2 separate regions of the Rattus norvegicus genome follow, and region 1 is linked to region 2. Evidence: chromatin contacts called from public Hi-C data. All regions are on one chromosome and are shown on one strand. The core of a region is the stretch at or near the end of the contact, and the rest is flanking DNA. Distances in the headings are between cores, read along the strand shown. Region 1 holds the start of Isg15 (ISG15 ubiquitin-like modifier). Region 2 holds the start of Pusl1 (pseudouridine synthase like 1).

Region 1 (4,279 bases), core at 1,707-4,206, 280 kb before region 2:
TGAGGCCCGCCCTCTCCGGTTGTTACGTGTAACCAGTCCCCAGGAAGACCGGGGTTACAAACGTGAACCCGACGCTGAAGTCCACTATCTAAGGGCAGTGCACCAAAAGGAGCTCTGCGGTTAGAGTGGTGAAGTAAGTGGGCGGGGCGGAGCTCCTGGCTCACTTACTTTCGGAAAGGAAGCATTGGGGGATATGGAATGAAGTTCATGTTCACCTCTTAGGAAATTTCTCCAAAGACTAGAAAACAAATTTTCAAGGCTGCGAAGCCAGGAGTCATTGCGTCTCCTCGCAGTCCTACCCAAGACTCTAGCAGTATCAAGACAGCCACTTGTCTGCTCAGCTGAAAATCATTTGCTCATGTGCAATGTTGTTTCCAGCAAGGAGCCTGTAACAAACACAGAAGCCTTGGCACAAGCTTTGGTAAAAAAGATGAACCAACACCAGCCACCGCGACTAGAGGGAGGTCAACTGGTTCTGCTCACCTATCTGATAGGTGACATCAGCTGATATCACAGGGCGGTGGAAGGACAACTTCATGCAATGTAAGGATATCAGTGGTGACAGAAACCAGATGGGATGATGTCATGGTGCTAATGATGTATTCTGAATTACCCCACTGCTAAGTCCAGCAAAGAAGAACTCAAAAGTTAGGGCAAGTTACACATGCCTTTAATGTAGCATTCAAGAGACAGAAGCAGGAAGAGCTTGGTGAGTTTGAGGCCAGCCTAATCCAGAGAGTAAGTTCCAGGACAGCTAGAGCTACATAGTGAGACCCTGTCTCAAAACACACACACACACCCAAAAATTACGGCAAATTCAAAATCTTTTTTTTTTTTTTTTGAAAGGAGAATAAGAAAAACGGCCGGGCTGGAGAGATGGCTCAGTGGTTAAGAGCACCGACTGCTCTTCCAGAGGTCCAGAGTTCAAATCCCAGCAACCACATGGCGGCTCACAGCCATCTGTAATGGGATCCGATGCCCTCTTCTGGTGTTCAGTGGTGCCCTCACTGAAGACAGCTACAGTGTACTCATATACAAAGTAAATAAATAAATCCTTTTTAAAAAAAAAAAAAAGACAGGGCCACTAATATTTTAATGGTTGCTACTGTTTTCATTCTGAGTTACACTGCAAGCCCTAGTTACTAGGCACAGCATAGCCTGCCAGCTGCCTCCATGTATTCACTCAATAGAGGTGGCCTGAGAGCACAGTAGGGGCTGGACACCCTCCTGGTGGTTCAAATCTGCTTTAGTTAGCCACAGAAAGAGGCTAGCTTGTTGGGTTAGAGAAAATGGCACTGTTTGTTTGTTTGTTTGTTTGTTTGTTTTTGAGACAAGGTTTCTCTGTGTAACCCTGGCTGTCCTGGAACTCACTCTGTAGACTAGGCTGGCCTTGGACTCACAAAGATCTGCCTGCCTCTGCGTCCCAAGTGCTGGAACTAAGGGAGTGAACCATCACCTTCAGCTTGAAAATGCCACTTCCACTGAGTAGTTTCAAAGTCTTCACAACTGATTTTTCGGAGAGATGGATGTTTTCAAGAGGCCAGGTACGGCACTCCCAGAGTATTCTAGAAATGTAGTATTCCAACACCCCAGATACACATACCCATGCCTTCTATACAAGAGTCAGTCCCTGTCTTGGGGTTGACAAGAAGGCTGGGCTGTAATTTTCGCAGCTATGGACCTATGTTGAGCCATATGAAGGAGTCTGTGTGGAATCCCCTGAACCTCTGCCTCCTGCAGACATCAGACAAGCAGGGGACATAGAGGGAAGAAACCTCAAGAACCACATCCCCTCTATGATTGCCATACTAATGATTAAGGTTTAACTTGTGAAATGGGCTGTCTTTGTTATACAGGCATTGGAAAGAAAGAAAAGATCCTACTTCTTTAATTTTCTTTTAAATATTGGGCTGGAGTGATGTCTATGTGGAAAGTGATTGAAGAAAACACTCGACATTAATCTCTGACCTCTACATGTACAAGAACCTATATGCAAAATAGATAAACAAAATTTATATACCCAGTTCCTTCTAAATTTCAAGGGCACCTGCACTCACATATACACAACGCCCCCCTAATACCTTATATCAACATAATTAAAACTAAACCTTAAGAAAAACCTGGGTGCTAAGTATATAACTCAATTGTTAGAACACTTACTTAGCATTCACGAAGCTCTGGGTTCTATCCCCAGCACTGCCGAAAATGACTAAAATCTCAGAACCTAAGCAGAAGAGACAGAAGGACCAGTTTAAGGCCAATTTCAAAGTGAGTTTGAAGTCAGCATAGACTACATAGCAAGACTACTTCAAAAAACAAACTCATCTGACTCAATGTATCTTTACGTAAGCAATAGTGTTTGTTTGTTTGTTTGTTTCTTCTCTTAGCTTTTCAAGACAGAGTCCTGGTGCTTGCTCTGTAGAGCAGGCTGGCCCTGAACTCAGACATCCACCTGCCTCTGCCTCCCCGAGGCTAAGATTAAAGGTATGCATCACTGCCCAGCTACAATAAGGTCTTAATAAACTATTACAGGATAGAAATGCTTCCTACAACCCCCCCTACCCCAACTCCCTATGCTTTGAAAACTATTGTTCTAAACTAATAACCAATATCTTTGGGTAATTCTGATTGTTACTATGTTATGTAGTTTCTTTATTATTATAACATTTTTCCAAGATAACTAATTTCCAAGCTAACAAATGGCAAATACGTTTTCTACTATTAGTTCCTGTTCTGACTTTTACATGCCTTACGCAGGACCTGAAGTGCTGGGAGTTTAGGGAGTTTTAGGGCACACGTCAAATTACAGACTTGACCCTTAAGAGCCTGTCTCTTTTCTTCCCAACTACACTTTTCTTTTCATTCAGTTTTGCTTTTCTCATCCATTTAAGGTGTGCCTCAGGAAAAGGAAACCGAAACAGAAACAGCTCTGGAGCCCAGAGACTCCGCCTCTTCACATCCACAGCTCAGACTTTAAGAGAGCTGACCCAGTGAGTCTCTCTCTGACTGTGAGAGCCAGCAGCCAGAAGCTGAGAGAAGCAGAGAGAAGCAGACTCCTTAGTTTCAGGGGACCTAGTGCTAAAGCCTACAGCCATGGTGAGTCCAATTTGGGGCAGAGGCAGATGGGCTTCATTCTAGTTGACTTTATTCTATTCCTCGATAGGGTCTTTCAGAGGCAGAATAGCCTCAGTGTGGGGACAGAATAAAGTTGCTCAAAGCTCACTTGGGGGCTGGGGGTGGAGTTGGGTTCTTTGCTCAGTTATCAGCCCTAGATCCCTTAGGGCTGGACCCAGAAGGATATCTTTGTGGGTGAACTGAAACAATCTGATGGTTGTGGGAGGCTGACCCTTTAAAACTGAGGCCTCTGTATCATACAATACTGGATGGTCCTCCCTGAGGAGAAGATGGATGTGGGACATGGGGGCTGGCCCTACGACCAGTGCTTTGCATGTGGTAACTCCCAGCCAAAGTTATTAAGCCAGTGGTTCTCAACCCATGGGTCATGAACACTTTGGGGGCCTGAACGACCTTCTCACAGGAGGTCCTTCTCGCAGATATCCTGCATACGGCAAGATCACAGTTACAAAATAGCAATGAAAATAATTTTATGGTTGGGGGTCACCACAACTCAAGGAACTGTATTAAAGAACAGAAGCATTCTATTAGAGTCGCAGCATTAGGAAGGTTGAGAACCACTACTAAATCCATGTAATTCTTGCAGACCTGGAACCTAAAGGTGAAGATGCTGGGGGGCAAGGAGTTCCTGGTGTCCATGACAAACTCCATGATGCTGTCAGAACTGAAGAAGCAGGTTGCTCAGAAGAGTGGTGTGCCAGCTTTCCAGCAGCGCCTGGCCCACCAAAGCGGTGAAATGCTACAGGATGGTGTTGCCCTTATCAGGCAGGGCCTTAGTTCTGGCAGCACAGTCATGCTGATGGTAGAGAACTGCAGCCATCCTCTGAGCATCCTGGTGAGGAATGAAAGGGGCCGCAGCAATGTCTATGAGGTCCAGCTGACACAGACTGTGGAAGTGCTTATGAGGCAGGTGTCCCAGCACGAGCAAGTCTCCCAAGACCAATTCTGGCTGAGCTTCAACGGAAGGCCCATGGAGGACAAAGAGCCACTGGGGGAGTATGGCCTAACACCCCACTGCACAGTGATCATGAATTTGCGCCTGAGGGGGGGAGGGGACTACTATTTCTAAGGCCCCTATCCAGAGCCAATGTAGGTAATAAAAGACAATACAATAAAAAGTTCTGCTTTCTGTTTGCTTGTCCCA
Region 2 (3,877 bases), core at 1,328-3,827:
CATTCCTAAGGCTGTCACAAGCCCTTATCCTAGGCCAAGAGTCCCAAAGCAAAACTACCAGGTTAGGGTCTAGGCTCCACCTCACTTCCACATCCTTCATACAGCCCCACCCTGCCCTACCTAAAGGTTCTTGGCCAGAAAGACCAAGTTATAACCCCAGTAACACCTTAAAGTAGACAAAGTACTCTTCGAACCCATCAAACCACAGCCCACCCAAAACCACGGAGCCAGGTTCCATAACCCCAAGACCAATGTCCAGAGAGTCATCCTCAGCCCCTACTCCAGCACTCCACTCCCCGACACCAAAAGAAACAACGTTAAGCCTAAGCAGCTGCCACACCTACTGCAGCCCCACAAGTCCAACTGGCTGGCTGTGGCAAAGAAGGCCCAGAGGTGAATGGATCTCTGCTTAGGCCCAAACCCCTATACAGGGCAGGGTAGAGCCAGGGCTTCGAAGAAAGTGGTCAGGGCAAAGATGAGAGTGCTTTAACTGGGTCCCAGTTCCATTCCTTGGCCATGATTCCTACCAAGCTTGGATGAAGAACTGTGGGGTAACAGAGGCTCTCAGATCACTCCTCTCAATAGAAAACAGAAGAGCATAGCTGACTGCCTCAAGCCCCCTGCCTATAGTCAGTGGACACTCTTGGCAAACTACAACACTCCAAGGTATTTCTTGCTGACTGTCTTGCAAGGTGGTGTTGCCAAGAGCTGGACTGCTGAGGTAGGCCCTCAGAAACCCAGCATTCATGTACATATTGGTCAAGCACACATGTGCCAAGGCATGATACATGCCTATACACAAACATGCATACATGTATTAGCACAGGGCGTACGGACATGTGTTCCAGGGACACAGTGCACACATGTGCATGCTAAAACACACACACCTGCATACATCAACATGTGTCTAGTAGCGTGACAAACATGGCTCATGAATCCACAGAGATGTAGCACATGTACACACGTGTCCATCCACACTAGGTTATGTGCATGCATCATGCACACCAACCCAGTGTTGCAGATCACCCACACATTCAAGTGCGCCGCCTGGCACCTACTCAAAGGAAGAGCAGAGTGGCAGAACATGTTCCCCTGTGTACAGGCATATACAGAGGGGGCCTCATGAAGGTACACAATTTCAAGTGACACACAGGAGGGACTCCATTACTGTCTGCCAAATGTCACCCAATGAAACAGATGTATATCTGTGTGGCCATGTGATTCACACAGATGTGCATGACTGTATTCCAGGAACAATAAAAGAAACAAACCCATAGGTGAATAAGGCCCATAATACCCTGCCACCTAAACACGACTTCCTCATCCCCACAGCCTCTACATCTCCAGGTTCCTGGGTCACTTATACCTCCGTTAACTCTCACTAAGGTGTCCATCTCGGGCCTTAATGGCTCCAGCTGGTTGCACCCATACACTGCTCTGGACATACGGATCAAGATAGAGATCAAGCAGGGTGCCAGACAATCCTAGTCAGAATTGGACTACAGGGCCAAGGAGGAGCTCAGTACTTGTGGCACACTAAAGCATACACACAAAGAAGGGTGGACAGTTCTAGAGATGGCACCGAACGCAAATGCCCAGTGACACACAGCTGCCCAAGGCAATCTGAGCACTCACCCCCGCGCGCGAGGTGATCAGTACAGGGGCGTCTTTTGTTCCGGTCCCCCGAGGCCGGAGGCGGAGCTGCGCAGCTAGGGGACCGCGACTCCGGCTCCAGCCGGTTTGTTCGTGCCAGGTCTTCTGCTCCGTCCAGGTGGACTTGGAGCGGTCACCATGCTGGACACCCCTTGCCCGCCTCCGGCACAAAGGCGGCTCCCCATCCCCGCCCGCGCCCTAACCCAGGCCCGCAGCACACCTGAAGCGCGGCGAGTCCTTGATGCATTCCTCGAACTCTACCGTCATGGCTGCGGTGAGCGGTGCTCACTGTACCGAGGACCAAGGCGCGTCGAGCGGCATCCCCGGCCGGTAGACCGTCCGTCGCGCCCGCGCTGTGCTGCGCTCCGCGCCCGCCCGCCTGCCCGCCTCGGTATGAGGCCGGCGCGCCGCGGCCCCGCCCCGCCTGTCACCGCTGGGGAGCGTCGCCAAAGTCAGCCGCCGCCAGCACCACCCGCTGTCACCTCCGGGGAGCGTCGCTAAAAGCGCCGCTGCATTCCCTAGCCTGTCACTGCCCTCTGTCCTCAGCCACCGGGGTTGGGAGCAGGGCCGGCAGCCGCAGTTGGGCTTCGGAGTGGTTTGGCTGGGCCGCGGGAAAGGGAAGGGCACGGCTCTCCCACTTCAGGCATCCCTGCCGCTGTTAAACTCAGGGAGTTTACAAAAACTACATTTGGGAGCACTCGGCTAGAACCCGTCAGGCAGACACATTCCGGAACTGCAGTGGGGAGATCGGGAGTGAACGAATTAAGGACACTTGTGCGGGAGCAGCCCGTCATCGCGCCCCTGCGAGGTAGAGCACAGTTAACATAGTCGAGCCCAGAAGACAGCACTTCGCATCCGCTCCCTAAGCTTGGTCCCGCCTCCGTTTCTCCATTCAGGCGGGGTGGGCCGAGTTAGTGCGCAGGCGCCGTCATTGCTGGGCAGGGTCGACCGCCGGCCACGTGCAACCGCCCCGCCCGCCAGCCGCTCAAATATGGGTTCCTGCGGGGCGGTGGGCTCCGTGCGTGCGCGCTACCTTGTGTTCTTCCAGTACTTGGGCACAGACTTCAAGTACGTTTTCCCGCTATTACCTCCGCTTTCTCCACTCGACCTCGCGGGAAATCCGCGAGACGGACAGGAGGGGCACGATCAGCAGTCTGGGCGTTCTGTCTTGGGATGCGGAATTTTAGGAGCCTAGGAACGCTGGCCTGGACGGAACGAACGCGCCTGGGGGCGGAGATCCCAGGCGGGACAGCTCCCACAGACGGTACAAATAATTCCTTCCTGTTTCTCTCCGCAGTGGAGTTGCGGCCGTGAGAGGTAACCATCGCGCTGTTGGGGTACAGAACTTTCTGGAGGTGAGCTGTTATCTCTCGCCTAGAGCGATGACCGGTTTGGGGAGGAAGAAGCGGTCGGCAACTCCAGTCCCTGCCCACACTCCTCGTACTAACGGGCTTTGGCCATCGCTGTGGCAGCCTGCCTGTACGGTTCCTGCAGGAGGCTGCCAAGCGGCTGAACTCGGTCGAGCCGGTCAGGTTCACTATCTCCAGCCGCACTGATGCCGGAGTGCATGCCCTGAGCAACGCGGCGCACCTGGACATCCAGCGCCGCCCAGGCCGGCCGCCTTTTTCCCCAGAGATCGTAACCAAGGCCCTCAACACCCACCTGAAGCACCCAGCCATTCGGTGAGCCCGGGAATTTTGTATGGTTCTGGTTTTTGTCTTTTACTGTTTTACCCCACACCTCAATATGGTGGGAGGCAGAGATTTTCAGAGCGCTACATGGACAGGTGGGCAGACTTGTTCCAGGGATGAGCCAGATCTGTTTGCCACAGTGTACTGAAGGCCTTCCGAGTGCCCAATGACTTCCATGCTCGCCACGCAGCCACCTCCAGAACCTACCTATACCGTCTGGCCACAGGCTGCTCCGGGCCTAATCAACTGCCTGTGTTTGAACAAAATGTATGCTGGTCTCTGCAGACAGAGTGAGTGAGCTAAGAATGGGAAGAAAATGGCTCAACATCCATCTGGCTGGGCCCTCCTCAATGCTTACTTGGCTCTGCAGGTACCTGGATATAGCTGCCATGCAGGAGGCTGCCCAGCATCTCCTTGGGACACATGATTTTAGTGCCTTCCAGTCTGCTGGCAGCCCAGTCCCACATGCTGTACGCACACTGCGAAGAGTCTCTGTGTCTCCTGGTCCAGCCAGCTTATTTGTCCTCCCTCAG

What was found. Hi-C and Micro-C count contacts between places; a contact is called where the count stands out from the background.
Region 1: a Hi-C map of liver shows a contact between it and region 2, with 3 times the contacts expected there. The contact joins the promoter of Isg15 here to the promoter of Pusl1 in region 2. A contact is called at or near these places in 2 of 12 Hi-C or Micro-C datasets (hepatocytes and liver) and 1 of 1 datasets of contacts at active chromatin or transcription factors (oligodendrocytes).

The regions. Positions count from the first base shown.
Region 1 is chr5:172,066,333-172,070,611 of GRCr8, reverse strand. Isg15 (ISG15 ubiquitin-like modifier) reads left to right here and starts at 2,956. Exons shown (of 2, transcript NM_001106700.1): 1 at 2,956-3,096; 2 at 3,722-4,243. The coding sequence starts at 3,094. The coding sequence ends at 4,204.
Region 2 is chr5:171,781,579-171,785,455 of GRCr8, reverse strand. Pusl1 (pseudouridine synthase like 1) reads left to right here and starts at 2,577. Exons shown (of 8, transcript NM_001395608.1): 1 at 2,577-2,721; 2 at 2,951-3,008; 3 at 3,148-3,335; 4 at 3,485-3,634; 5 at 3,715-3,877. The coding sequence starts at 2,645. It overlaps Acap3 (ArfGAP with coiled-coil, ankyrin repeat and PH domains 3), which reads right to left and starts at 2,074. Exons shown (of 24, transcript NM_001395748.1): 1 at 1,874-2,074. The coding sequence starts at 1,920.